Regions from separate parts of the Mus musculus genome. Here regions 1 and 2 are each linked to region 3. A link is a contact called in public promoter capture Hi-C data. All regions are on one chromosome and are shown on one strand. Each heading gives the region's core, a stretch centred on a gene start, on an enhancer-like site or on the middle of the called end of the contact. The rest is flanking DNA. Distances are from core to core; before and after follow the strand shown.

Region 1 (3,943 bases), core at 1,123-3,622, 4.8 Mb before region 3:
TCCCTCCCTCCCTCCTTCCCTCCTTCCCTCCTTCCCTCCTTCCCTCCTTCCCTCCTTCCCTCCTTCCCTCCTTCCCTCCTTCCCTCCTTCCCTCCTTCCCTCCTTCCCTCCTTCCCTCCTTCCCTCCTTCCCTCCTTCCCTCCTTCCCTCCCTCCCTCCCTCCCTCCCTCCCTCCCTGTCTGTCTTTCTGTCTGTCTGTCTTTCTGTCTGACTGTCTTTTTTTGTGGAGCTAGCATCAGATTCTTGCTTATGACAAAAGCCGAGGATTCTGGGCCTAGGTAAGTTACCTGCTCTACGGCAAGGGAATGTGGTGTTCTCATTGCTCTAGCAAGGGTTCCAGGTTTCAGGAGTCTGAAAAGAGAAATTTACTTACACACTTAGAGCAACGCCATTTATGTGACCTGCTAGAGCAAGCGAATAGCTGGTGCCAGAAGTTCAATACTCTGACCTCTAGTGGCTACTTTATAAGATGCCCTTCAGCATTCCTCCACAGACTGGAGGTGATTTCATGTCCCTGTCTAGCAGCATTTAAGAGCTTCAGCTCCTCCCTCTTACCCTATATTTTGAGGCACTCATTCACTAGAGGCAGCCTTTCTTTTGATGTTGCTACAGCATTCCTCCTGTTTTCTCTTTGTTCACACTATCACTCTTTCTTGTTGGGTTCATCCACTCTTGGGGGGAAAAAATCTTCCTTAAAAATTACTGTTGTGCTGGGCGGTGGTGGTACACACCTTTAATCCCAGCACTTGGGAGGAAGAGGCAGGTGGATTTCTGAGTTCGAGGCCAGCCTGGTCTACAAAGTGAGTTCCAGGACAGTCAGGGCTATACAGAGAAACCCTGTCTTGAAAAAAACCAAAAAACCAAACAACAACAACAGCAACAACAAAAAATTACTGTCATATAGTTTTCAGCCAGGGGAGCCTTATTCTGTCAAGTAATTTCTTATACAGGATCAATCTTCACAGTCCCTGTATCCAACATCGATTCTTATGTGCACCCCTTGTTTTGAAATTAGAGCTGGGTTTTGGTCACAGGCTGTGGAAAGTCAATGTAAATCACAGCACATTTAATGCCCAATCCCTACAGTTCACATCTACGTTTGTCCCATTCGCCTAAGAAATAGACTTATCTGTCTTAAGACTGTCGCTATTATGTCCATGCAATCTCTGCACAAACAATTCATATGCACTTTTTAAAGAGCGAATTAAACTCACACACATTGTGTCTCATGAAAAGTTATTGATTGGTTTAAATTCAATAGTACAACCGATAATTGCTAAAGTTATAAACTAAATCTGTTTTTAATTTTTTGTAATTTCTGGATTTATTATTCCTTTGTCCATTGGTTTTATTATTGCTAACATTTTCCCATTCAGTTTTCACTATGGAGACAAAAGCAAGAAAACAAACAACAACAACAAACCTAGGGTCAGGAGATGCAGCTTAGTGGTACAGTGCTTGCTTAGCATGCAGAAGTCCCTGGGTCCCAATACACAGACTGCTAAACCACTCATCCTTCAACAAAAATCTTCATCCCTTTGAAAACATAAAGATTTTGTTCCATATTTTTCACATCATTCCTTTCTTTTTGCTTTTTAAATATAAAGTTATGCATTACTGACAAAGAAAGTATAAAGGTTTCTTCTTATGTATTCTTATGGAATTATTAAATGAAACCTGACTACCTCGGCTGAATTGTCTCTGCAGAAGCAGAAATATAAGCCTACTGCAGTGGGCCACAACCGTAATCCCAGCAGTAGGAGGTAGATGTGGGCACGAGTTTGGTGTTAATTGACTTCTGTTATTCGATAGAACAACTATTATTTTAGTTATTCTTCTCTATAGAAGAGAAGGAAATTAGTTGGGCATGGTGGAGCATGCTTTTAATCCTAGAGATCTGGAGGTAAAGGCAGGTCGATCTGTGAGTTCGAGGCCAGTTCATTCCATATAATGAGTGACTGTGCAATTAAGGTTTTATAGAGAGATGCTGTCTCAAAAGAGATAGAGATGATAGATAGATAGATAGATAGATAGATAGATAGATAGAGGAGGGAACTGATAAAATGTAATGAATGTAATGAAAATGATTTACTCCGGAGGTAATTATTCTGGTAAGTATTTAAAGTCTCCAGTCCCTTTTTGTGAATAATGAGTAGTAATAATAAATGGCAAGATGTTTATGTTAATCTCTTAACTGTGCAGGACAAGTTATAAGGTTATAACTTAGCAGAAGTTAGTTGATAAGCTAACATAATGAGGTAGGAGTGTATTTTCACCTTTGTTTGTAGAAGAATGTGGTAATAATTATAGATAAAAACAAACGCAAACTTGAAACAACGATCTGTTTTGACCTCTCCGGTCTACCGTCGCGGAGCATGCGCAAATCAGCCCGGCGGGACACAAGTGTCATGGCGCTCTCCATCTGAAGTCTGTGCAGTTTCCTGGCAGGGGCTTGTGGTTTTTTTCCTCTCAGTTCGGACAGGTGAAGTTCTGGATCTGTGTATACTGGGGCAAATGGATCAGTGCTCAGCGACCGTGGGCCGAGCTGCATTTTGGGCGGAGCTTCGTTTCCGCAGGTTTTCTCCTTTGGGCCGATCGCCCGCTTGTTCTCGCAGTTTGGAAAAGACTTGGCGGCTGGCGTGGAGAGTCGGACTCTGGAGCGCTGCCTGGAGAGAGGCCGGCGTGGCGGCAGACACTGCTGGCTGGCGACGTCAGGGACTTCCATTCTGCTCTAGCCTCATTTCCCCTCTCGCTTTACCCGTGAATGTACTTGTGCTACGCGATCAGGGCTTCAGGAGATGAGTGTTTTGCACTGAAGTTGGGCATAGGGGCAGAGGTCGCTTGTGTTTTTGCGCCCCCTTCCCCTCTTTTCTTTGCTCCCTTGCTTAGAAAACTTTCCTGTGTCATAAGGGATCACTTGTTTCTTACTTGGTGATTTTCATTGTGCTCAGGTGTTACAGTGCAGGGTAGCAGTTTAAAAAGTGGCTAGATGCATCCTTTTTTTTTTTTTTTTTTTTTTTTTAAGGAAGTTGTAAAGAGGTCATACACTGGTTTTATGAACTTATAGGGTACTCGCATTTTCTAATTAATTTTAATTTTTCAGATTCATCTTTCAAGAGGACTTGAGACCAATTTCAGAAAATCAAGGTATTGGTTTATTTTAGTTTCTAATATTTGAGTAATTAGTTCTGCATTAGAATATGAAGAAAGATGTCTTAAGTTTTTAGTAATTAGCCAGTATCATTTTGTGAAAACTAGATTTCCCTATAACTTCATCGGAGAGACATTTTTGTATCTCTTCCTTAGTTTTTCATTTTCATTAAGAAGCGAGACATGCTCTCTTTCCCATTTGTGGCACATCTGTTTTCTTGTTTGGCTGTTGCTTAGTCCCTGTTATATCCTACTTCTCTACCTGGCTGTTAAATATGACTTTCTTTCTTTTTTTAAAATATGTATTTATAATTTTATGTGCACTGGGATTTTGCCTGCATGTATGTCTTTGTGAGGTTATCAGATCCTGGAATTACAGACAGGTAAGAGCTGCCATGTGGTTGCTGGGAATTGAACCCTGGTCCTCTGGAAGAGCAATCAGTGCTCTTAACTCTGAGCCATTTCTGCAGCCCAAATATGGCATTCCTGAAGGCTTGTTTCTGTACCTCTTCTAGCTGGGTTGTCTTGTTTCTCTCTCCCTCTCTCTCTCTCTTTTTTTTAAAATTTATTTTTATTTTTTAAATTTGTTGAGATGTTGTCTTAATGTTTATCCCTTGTTAGCCTGGAACTCACTATATAGACCAAACTTGCAAGTGCTGGGATTGAGTGTGTGCACCACCATGCCAGGCCAGATTCTTGTTTCCTTTCTGTGCGATGTGATTCACTGCTGTTAAACATGGCTACTTGTCTTTGTAATTCTCATTGTCTTCGGGAGTGTGAAACGGTATATCTT
Region 2 (4,098 bases), core at 955-3,454, 5.0 Mb before region 3:
AGACTGGAATCTGGTATTGTCTCTACTGTCAGATGCAGCTCTCCAATGCCATCTTGCAACAACCCCTCCCCCATAACCTCCCTACAGTAACACCATGCAGCTGGCAATACCCTAGCTTACAGTATTAGCTTTCTCCATAGCGATCCATAATGCAAAGCGACAGTTACGAAATAAGATTAAAGAGGTTGCTCTCCTCCCTCTCACTCAACCAGGCATGTACGCCTTCACCTTATCGACTCTACAAACACAGTCAGTTTTGTTGTTGGCCACAAATCTTCAAACATACAAATTCTATGGCTCTTCAACAGGCTTGAATGCAAAACCAAAATATTTCCAAGCCTGGTATAAAGCTTAGCAGTACTTTTAATTCCAGAGAAGGTAATAAGGCTGAAATGCAATATTAGATGGTCCTAAGATGAACTGACCCCAAATTGTTAGGCTTCCTATAGGGTTTGAATGTGAGCTTGGGTAAAATAATTAATAATAATAATAATAATAATAATAATAATAATAACAATAGCAAGCAATACCTAGGTGAAAGGACTAGGTGTAATGCAAGCCTTGTCATCCACTGAGCACCCTACCAAATACTCTACATTTAAAAAATTATAATGTGCCTGAGGTAGAGAAGGATGTATCCCAACAGCTGTTTTCCACAGTTCTCAGCTACTCAATGAAAATCTGGTCTCGACATCTACATCTTCCCTCACCTTCCTCCTCAGTCGTAAATACTTCTCATTGTGCGTATACAAGTGTGTGTGTACGTGAGAGTGCACACGCTTGTGCATATGCACGTGCCTGTGGAGGCCAGAGAGGTCAACCTCAGATGTCTCCCTCAGTAGCTCTCTACCTGAGTTTTCAGAATAGGATAGCTCAGTGAGTCTCGAATTTCCCAACTGGCTTCACTGGCTGACCATCAAGCCCCAATGAGTTTTCAGGTCTCATTCTCCCAGTTCTGGGATTAGTGATACACGCGGTCATGCCTAGCTTTTTAAATGTGAGTATTGGGGATCAAATATAGGTCCCCTCACTTATGTAAGTAACTGATCCATTTCTCCAGCCCCACAATGCTCATTTTAAAGATCCGTGAGTATTTACTTTAATATAGAAACCAGTTCGACGATTTCATTTTCCTTGACATTTTCTGATTTCCATATATACATATATATGCATACATTTTTCTCCTCTTTTAAAACATATCGGGTTAGGTTTGCGTTGTAGTGTTTGCTGTTTGCTTAAGAATTTCCTGGCGTATGAGGCTGTAAAGAGCTGAGTGCAGGCAGCTTTCACTGGAAGTCCCACGTCACCATAAAAGCCTGTACTACTTTGGATTACTGCATGGCGGATTAAAAACCCGCGGATCAGTTCTAGGTTAGCCCTGATTAACTCCCCTGGGTGTTTCTGGGCCAGAGAGGGTGCTTGTTAGACTCAAACCTATACTTGTAGTCAGAGTTCACTGAACAAAGAGTTAATTTTTACTTAAATCGAAATCGGGCTAATCATGAAGCTGCCAGGAATGATCTGGAATATGAACTAAAGTGTGCCTGCAGTCGCGTCAGCTGAACCTTCTACCCCCACGGTTCTGTCTGCCCACATGCTTCTGTCTATCAGCCTTGGCCTCCGGATCCGCTCTCACGTCATTGGTTGGATTTCAGGAAGGAAGAAACCCAGGATTTAAAGGGCTCAGTTTTCCACCTGCCAGGCCGGGTCCAACTTGCCTTTGACACATATTTAGGGGAATTTCTACCAGTTCTTCATTTACTACACTGCTTGGTTACAGGAAACAAAGTCCCTGAGGGTGTCACCTTGACAATTTCCAAAACCGAAACTTGCGCTCAAGACTAGATCCACACTGAGTCTGCGAGGCAGAGTCCCTGCCCAGGTCATCAGAGCCAGCCCCGCGGGTAGGAGCGAGGGAGGGGCCTGGAATGGGCGTGGCTTTCCGTGGGAGAGTAGGACTTTGCCCCACCTCCTAAGAAGCCTGCTCTGCTTCCAGCCAGTCAGGTTGCTCTATGCAAATAGAGCCCGGGTCACCCCGGTAACCATGGTGTATGGCAGCCAATGGAAAACAGCCAGTGGCGACCTCGCTCCAGGATTGGTACCGAAGTAAGGCGACAGGGATCCAATGGACTGTGGGAACAGTCCTCGGCGGGTTGAGGGGCGGAGATATGCAAATATGGTTTGAAAAGCCGGCGGGAAATCTGAGTTTCGCGGGAGGACCTTGGCGCGTAAACCGTATCCCTTCATTCATTGTCAGCAGCAGCTTCCTGGAGCCATTTTTCAGCTGCCGGCCGCAGCACCCGGGCTGCCGCCACCGCCTCGCAATCCGTTGCATCGGCTGCCCCCGACGCCTCCATCCCTCCTCGGGGCCTGATATCCGTGCGGCCGGGACCCTCCTCTCTCCAGACCCCCGATTATTTTTGGCCCCCGGGGCCTGTGCGGTGCGGAAAAATAAAAAGAAAAGAGAGAGAGAGGGTTCGGAAGCGCCGGGAGGGGAGGCGAGAAGGAGAGACTTGGAAACTCCGGCTGCAAATAATAAAAGAAATTGAAAGCAATACGTTAATATATCGTAACACTAAAAAAGAGCAGGAGCGAGAGATGAGAAAGGGGATCCAGCCCGCCCTGGAGCAGTACCTGGTGACCGCCGGGGGTGGGGAGGGGGCGGCTGTCGTCGCCGCCGCCGCTGCAGCCTCCATGGACAAAAGGGCACTGCTAGCCAGCCCCGGCTTCGCCGCCGCCGCCGCCCCGGGCACGTACATCCAGATCCTCACTACGAACCCTTCCACCACGTCCTGTGCCACCTCCCTCCAAAGTGGCGCCCTGACCGCCGGCCCCCTTCTCCCCAGTGTCCCCGGCACGGAGCCGGCCGCCAGCAGCCTCTACACCACGCCACAAGGACCCTCCAGCAGAGTCGGGCTGCTGCAGCAGCCACCAGCACCAGGACGCGGCGGCGGCGGTGGCCCACCGGTAATACCCTCCTCAGCGTCCCTAGCCCAGGTGGGAGGCGGGCTCCCGGGAGCGGTGGCGGCGGGAGCGCGAGGCTGAGCATCGTGGGCCTCGTTGCTGTCCCTTCCAGCGTGTGCTTATTGTTAGACTCGGGGTGCTTTCCTGCGGACGTTGGGAGGACGTGGGGGCCTGGGCAGGCACGCGGGGCAGTGGGGAGTCCCTCTTTGAGAACCACATCCAACACTCCAAAACTTTTCGCGCCCCCCCCCCCTCCACTTCTTTTCCTGCACTTTTCCCTACCCCCACTCTCCCCTCCCTTGCAACTCGAAGCTTCCTCTTTCTCGGGCGTAGGAAGGGGTCACGCCCCGGATGGAGAAGGGGGTGGGGGAGGGAGTAGTGCACTGGAGAGTGGGGGACCCCAGAGGATGTAAACTGGGGGACCCGAGGCGTGCAAGCCTCCTCTCCTGTCTCTGCTGCCCCTGGGCGACTGGGGGTCCCGCAGGCGTGCTCCGAGCGCAGGGGCGCCAGTGCCTGGCACCTTTGGGGACCTAGCTCCAGGCAACAAAGGGGATCTGGGAGGTGGACGGGTATCGCGGTGGGGGAGGTGGAGCTGAGAGCCCCGGTGGGCCAGGGCTCGCGCTGTCTGCGACAAGGGGCCGGCGGGCGGGTGCTCCGGCCTGGGCGCATCTCCGCGGTGGCAGCGGCGGCGCCCGCGTGGCCGGAGCGCTGGGGCCTTGCTCTCCGGGCCCCGGGCCTGCCCTTGACCCGCCTCTCCCCTTGCCCCTTCCTTCCCCGCCCTGTCCCCCTCCCCGCCCCCCCGGCGACGGAGGGCGGGGGCAGCCGGGTTCCCGTCCCGCCGCCAGGATCTGTCCCTTCTCTCCGGGACCCGCCGGTGACGTTTCGCACACGTGCGCGGAGGACGCGCCTGTGACTGGGGAGGAGGCGGCGGCGGGAGGGGGCGCTGGAGGGGGAGAGGGGGCACCCACTTCCTCCTGCTCGCCGGCTCCCAGGCCTGGGACGGTCCCGGCGCCCTCGCACCCGGCACCGCCACCCTCCCTCTCCCGTCCCCACCCCCCCACGGCGCCCGCCCTCGCCCGGCGCCGCCGCTCCACTCGGCCTCGGGCCCCCTCTCCAGCCGGCCCCCCACCTCCC
Region 3 (4,203 bases), core at 525-3,024:
ACCCCACCTTGAGGCTTAAGCAGCGTAAAGTTCAATCCCACCTTGAGGTGTAGAGGGGACTAGTTAGGATACAAGGCAAGATGGATCCCCTCTGCAGGAGACCGATTGATTTTGTTTTTCGGATAAGGCTAGCCTGGACCTTACTATGTAGCCGAGGCTAGCCTTGACTCTAGTTGCTCAGCTTCCATTTCCCATGGGCTTAGGTTATAGCACATACCACTACACCCAGCTTGACGTTGGTTTGATTTTTTTTTTCAGATAGAATACTATAGTCATGGGTGGGTTTTTTTGTTTTTGTTTTTGTTTGTTTGTTTGTTGGTTTGTTTGTTGGTTGGTTGGTTTGGTTGGTTTTTCGTTTTGTCTTGTTGCAGTTAACCTGATGTGCTGTTTGTCCATTTTCTCCCTTAATTTGCAGTGGCTTTACCTTTTCTTTTAACAACTTCATGGTGGAGAAAAGTCCTAGATTTGGTGCTAATTCTAGGGCTGGATACAATGACCTAATATGTGCTTTACTGCTCAGACAGTTTTGAGTCCTGAGTAACAACGTGCCACATTGGCCTGACATGTCCAAGGTGTTCTGTTCAATGTCCTAACCCTGCTTTTAAAAACCTAAATAAAGCCGGGCATGGTTGGCGCACGCCTTTAATCCCAGCACTCGAGAGGCAGGGGCAGGCGGATTTCTGAGTTCAAGGCCAGCCTGGTCTACAGAGTGAGTTCCAGGACAGCCAGGGCTACACAGAGAAACCGTGTCTCGAAAAACAAAACAAAATAAAACAAAAAACCAATAAACATAAATTGGACTATTAACAAGACCATGTGTCTGAACAGCTGCCAGCACTTGCCCAATGTTTTTCAAAGGTCATGTCATGGTGCGGGGTAGGGGGCGGCGGCAATGAAGTGTTTTTTAAATAATTATTTTTCTTGAATGACTATTTCCTGGCACATGTTTTTCAAAGATTTAGCACATCAAAGTTCTAATGAAGTGAAACCTCTATCATGTCCTTTCTGTACATTCAAGGCTCGTCCTACTAGCAATGCTTAAAGTACTTCTAGCTCTCGGTGTCCAAGCCAAACATCCATGGTCTCTTCTGGAACTTTCCTTTTGTCCACAGCTTCCCACTGTTCTACTCAATCCTTAGTGCCCGGCAAGATAAATAGTCCAACATCCCCATAGCTCCATGTTCATATATCAGTGAAGAAAGTTCTGAAACTCAAGTCTGTCTTTAGTATTGTGATGTAAACAACAAGTCTATTGACAAATATTTATTTTCTCTGGGGGCGGGCTGAGGGGTGTGATTAACTAGACTGATATCAAGTAGTGCAGACTGGCCTTACACTCTAGTTAAGAATGACCTTGAACTCTGGAGGGATTGCAGCTATGCGCCAGCACACTGCTCGCTTGGGCTTTTCCTTGTTCTACAGCAAAAGCTTAACGCACTGTCCCTTCAAAGTGAGTTTTAAACACAGTAGCCTTAAATAAAACTTATTTGATTTACTAATAGTGGTAACTTCCTCATCTCCCAACTGTATATTTGTGCATACATAGATACATAGGGGACCTTTCCAGAAAGTAGAATCAATCCGCAGCTCCTCGAAACAATGGACACTTTCGGAGCTGAGCTGCTTTGGTCAGTCTACCTTCACACTTGCACGTCCTGGCTCTGTTACGGACGCAGACCGGGTCGGCAGTCACCAGACACCACGCCGGAGCATGCGTGGACGGCAGCGCGCAGGCGCGGGACGGCTCGCGCAGGCGCGGTGCGCGGTTGTCGCGGTGAGCCGGTTGACCCGAGTTCCGGCATGTCGGACCGGCGTCCTGGGGCGGCTTCCCGGTTGCCCGCGCGCCATGGAATGCCTGCGCTGCCTGCCCGGGCTGCTGCCCCGCGCCGCGCAGCCCCGGAGGGCCCTGTGGACGGCGGTCGCGCGCCTGAGCCTCGCTGCCTGCGGCGGCCGCGCGACCCCTTTGCGCTCCCGGAGCCCGAAAGCGTCGAGCACAGCCCGCGCTGCAGGTACGCGCGTCCCGCGGGGCCCCGGCGGCCTCTGTCCCGCCTGCCCTTGGCCCCGCCATCCTCACCGCCGCTCGGCCTTGCCGGGCTCACCCGGCCCTCAGTGCTCCGGCCAGCACTGCGAGGACTTGATTGCGGTTTCTTGCTTATTGGGACAGGGTCTCCTTGTGTTGCCCAGGCTGGCCGCCAATTGACAGCAGTCCGGTCTCATCCTTCTGAATGAAGCCGTTAGAAGCGTTAACCGCCTCATTGGCTACTTTCGTTTGTTTTGTTATTGTTTTAAAATTAGCATTTAAACGGCCTTCTCTGAGTTTGTATGTGGAGGTCAGATGACAGCTTGCTCGAATCAGTTGTCTTAACGCAGGGCTTGGCGGCATGCATTTTGCTGGCCATCTGCTCAGCCCAAAGTAAAGGGTTTATGACAGCACTTTTATACATACTTTTTCCTGAAACCCCCTCATCCTACTGGCCCTTTTACTTCCTTATGCTCCCTTCTATTTTCGTGTCCCAGAATTCTGTTAGGTGGGAGTTTTGTTTGTTTCGAGTCGTGGTCTCACAGTAATCCAAGCTGGCTTGAAACTCTGCTGTGGAGCCCAGACCAAAGTCGATGTTGGGCAGCAGGAAGCTACAATTAGCAAGGTTGGGGTGTTATTAATTCTGTTTATTATGTTACTTTCTTCTGGGCACATTGATACAGTTACATAGTTGCCTTGGAATAAAGTAGGGAATTCCTAGAACTGAGTTTGAATGTGAAGCCAGTGATGAGCATTAATTAACCCTTGGCGAAGTCTACTCTGCAAGTAGCCAGCCAAGGGAGCAAAAAACGCTGGGGGAAGACAGAGGAGTCTTTCTTTGCTGATGCTTTGGTGAAACCTGAGGACAGCGTTTTCCACAAATGTGACTGCACAGAAACAGTCCTGACAAGAGTGGTTTGGGCTACTACTCTTTTTTGAATTGTACTTAAATTTTTCCCATAATGAGCTGCTGTCAGTCAACACCCCCTTCCCCACACCCAGGTCTTTTGCCACAAGCTTTTTTCCTCCCTTGATAATACTTGGGAACCAAGTGGTCTGTAAGACCCAGGAACTTAACTTGTGACTCTTGTCCCTAGAGCTTACATGGTAGAAGGAGAGAATAGACTTCTGACTTCCACAGTACTCAAACACACCCAATAAACAAATGTAAGTGTTATTTTATTACTTTTGTACAGTGCTTTGGACAAAGCCCAGGGCCTTGTGCATTTTAGACAGGCACTGGTTGCCCCAGCCCCAACTGACCTTTCTAATCACAGAGCAAGGACAGACAGACCTCAGTTAACAAGTTGTATGAGTTTAGTACATGGAAGTGGTGGGTAAGAAGATGGATAGAATGATTAGCTGGAAGCCTAACCAAACAAGTGTCTTCTTAAGGCTCCATGGACTATTAGAGCTACAGTTTCCCCTCCAAGAAAATGGGTTAGCACGGGCCATTCATTCTCTCCTTTGTTCTCAGGTGATGTGCTCCGGTTTAGAACCTCGGATGCCTCTCAAGCCACTTTAGCCAGCGTGGCCCAGGTGTTTGCTGTGGTGAGTACGCAGCGTCCAATCACTTGCCAGTTCACAGGGTTGGAGTCAGAGGAGGTATTTGCCTCTGTGCTGTGTTTGGCCAGTGACCCAAGCTCCTGAGAGATTGGTCTAGAGGAAGTCTTGAAGCTTTGCTGATGACTGGGGTTCTGGCTATACGGAACAGGCTCTTCCAATGACAGCTCAGACGTTTTCCCCTTGTCGATAAAATTAAGGTGTTTTTGTAGTACGTGTTAAAGGCTTCCACCAGAAGCATGTTTCTTTTCTTTTCTTTTTTTTCAGGGGGCTGGGGAGAAGGGGTTGGAGGCTGGGGAGAAGGGGTTGGAGGGAGAACAAGTCTAATGTAACTTAGCTCACTTCAGACTTGCTATGTGGTCTAGGGTGATCTTGAACTTGTCCGCCTGGCTCTGCCCTCTCAAGTTGTAGTGTAGCAGGTGTGTGCCACTATCCCATGATTTAATGCGCCACCACACCTACTTTATGCAGCCTGGTTATTGATCCTGGGGCCTTTTGTGTGCCAGACAAGCACTCTGCCAACTGAGCCACAGCCCCAAAGCCTCCTTAGTGAACACTTCATATTTTATCTGAGTCTGTTTAGAATCCCCTGGAAGAGGTGTGCATGCCCGGGAAGGGTG

The links. Promoter capture Hi-C pulls out the DNA fragments that hold promoters and counts their contacts.
Region 1: a contact with region 3 is called in a promoter capture Hi-C map of pre-B cells, with 2.8 times the contacts expected there. The contact joins the promoter of Cdkal1 here to the promoter of Mrs2 in region 3. A contact is called at or near these places in 2 of 39 promoter capture datasets (cranial neural crest and pre-B cells), 2 of 484 Hi-C or Micro-C datasets (cerebellum and uterus) and 1 of 115 datasets of contacts at active chromatin or transcription factors (astrocytes).
Region 2: a contact with region 3 is called in a promoter capture Hi-C map of pre-B cells. The contact joins the promoter of E2f3 here to the promoter of Mrs2 in region 3. A contact is called at or near these places in 1 of 39 promoter capture datasets (pre-B cells) and 1 of 115 datasets of contacts at active chromatin or transcription factors (astrocytes).

What each region holds. Positions count from the first base shown.
Region 1 is chr13:29,854,102-29,858,044 of GRCm38.p6, reverse strand. It overlaps Cdkal1 (CDK5 regulatory subunit associated protein 1-like 1), which reads left to right and starts at 2,372. Exons shown (of 16, transcript NM_144536.3): 1 at 2,372-2,482; 2 at 3,104-3,147.
Region 2 is chr13:29,984,169-29,988,266 of GRCm38.p6, reverse strand. E2f3 (E2F transcription factor 3) reads left to right here and starts at 2,204. Exons shown (of 7, transcript NM_010093.3): 1 at 2,204-2,967. The coding sequence starts at 2,599.
Region 3 is chr13:25,017,888-25,022,090 of GRCm38.p6, reverse strand. Mrs2 (MRS2 magnesium transporter) reads left to right here and starts at 1,774. Exons shown (of 11, transcript NM_001013389.2): 1 at 1,774-2,009; 2 at 3,498-3,571. The coding sequence starts at 1,847.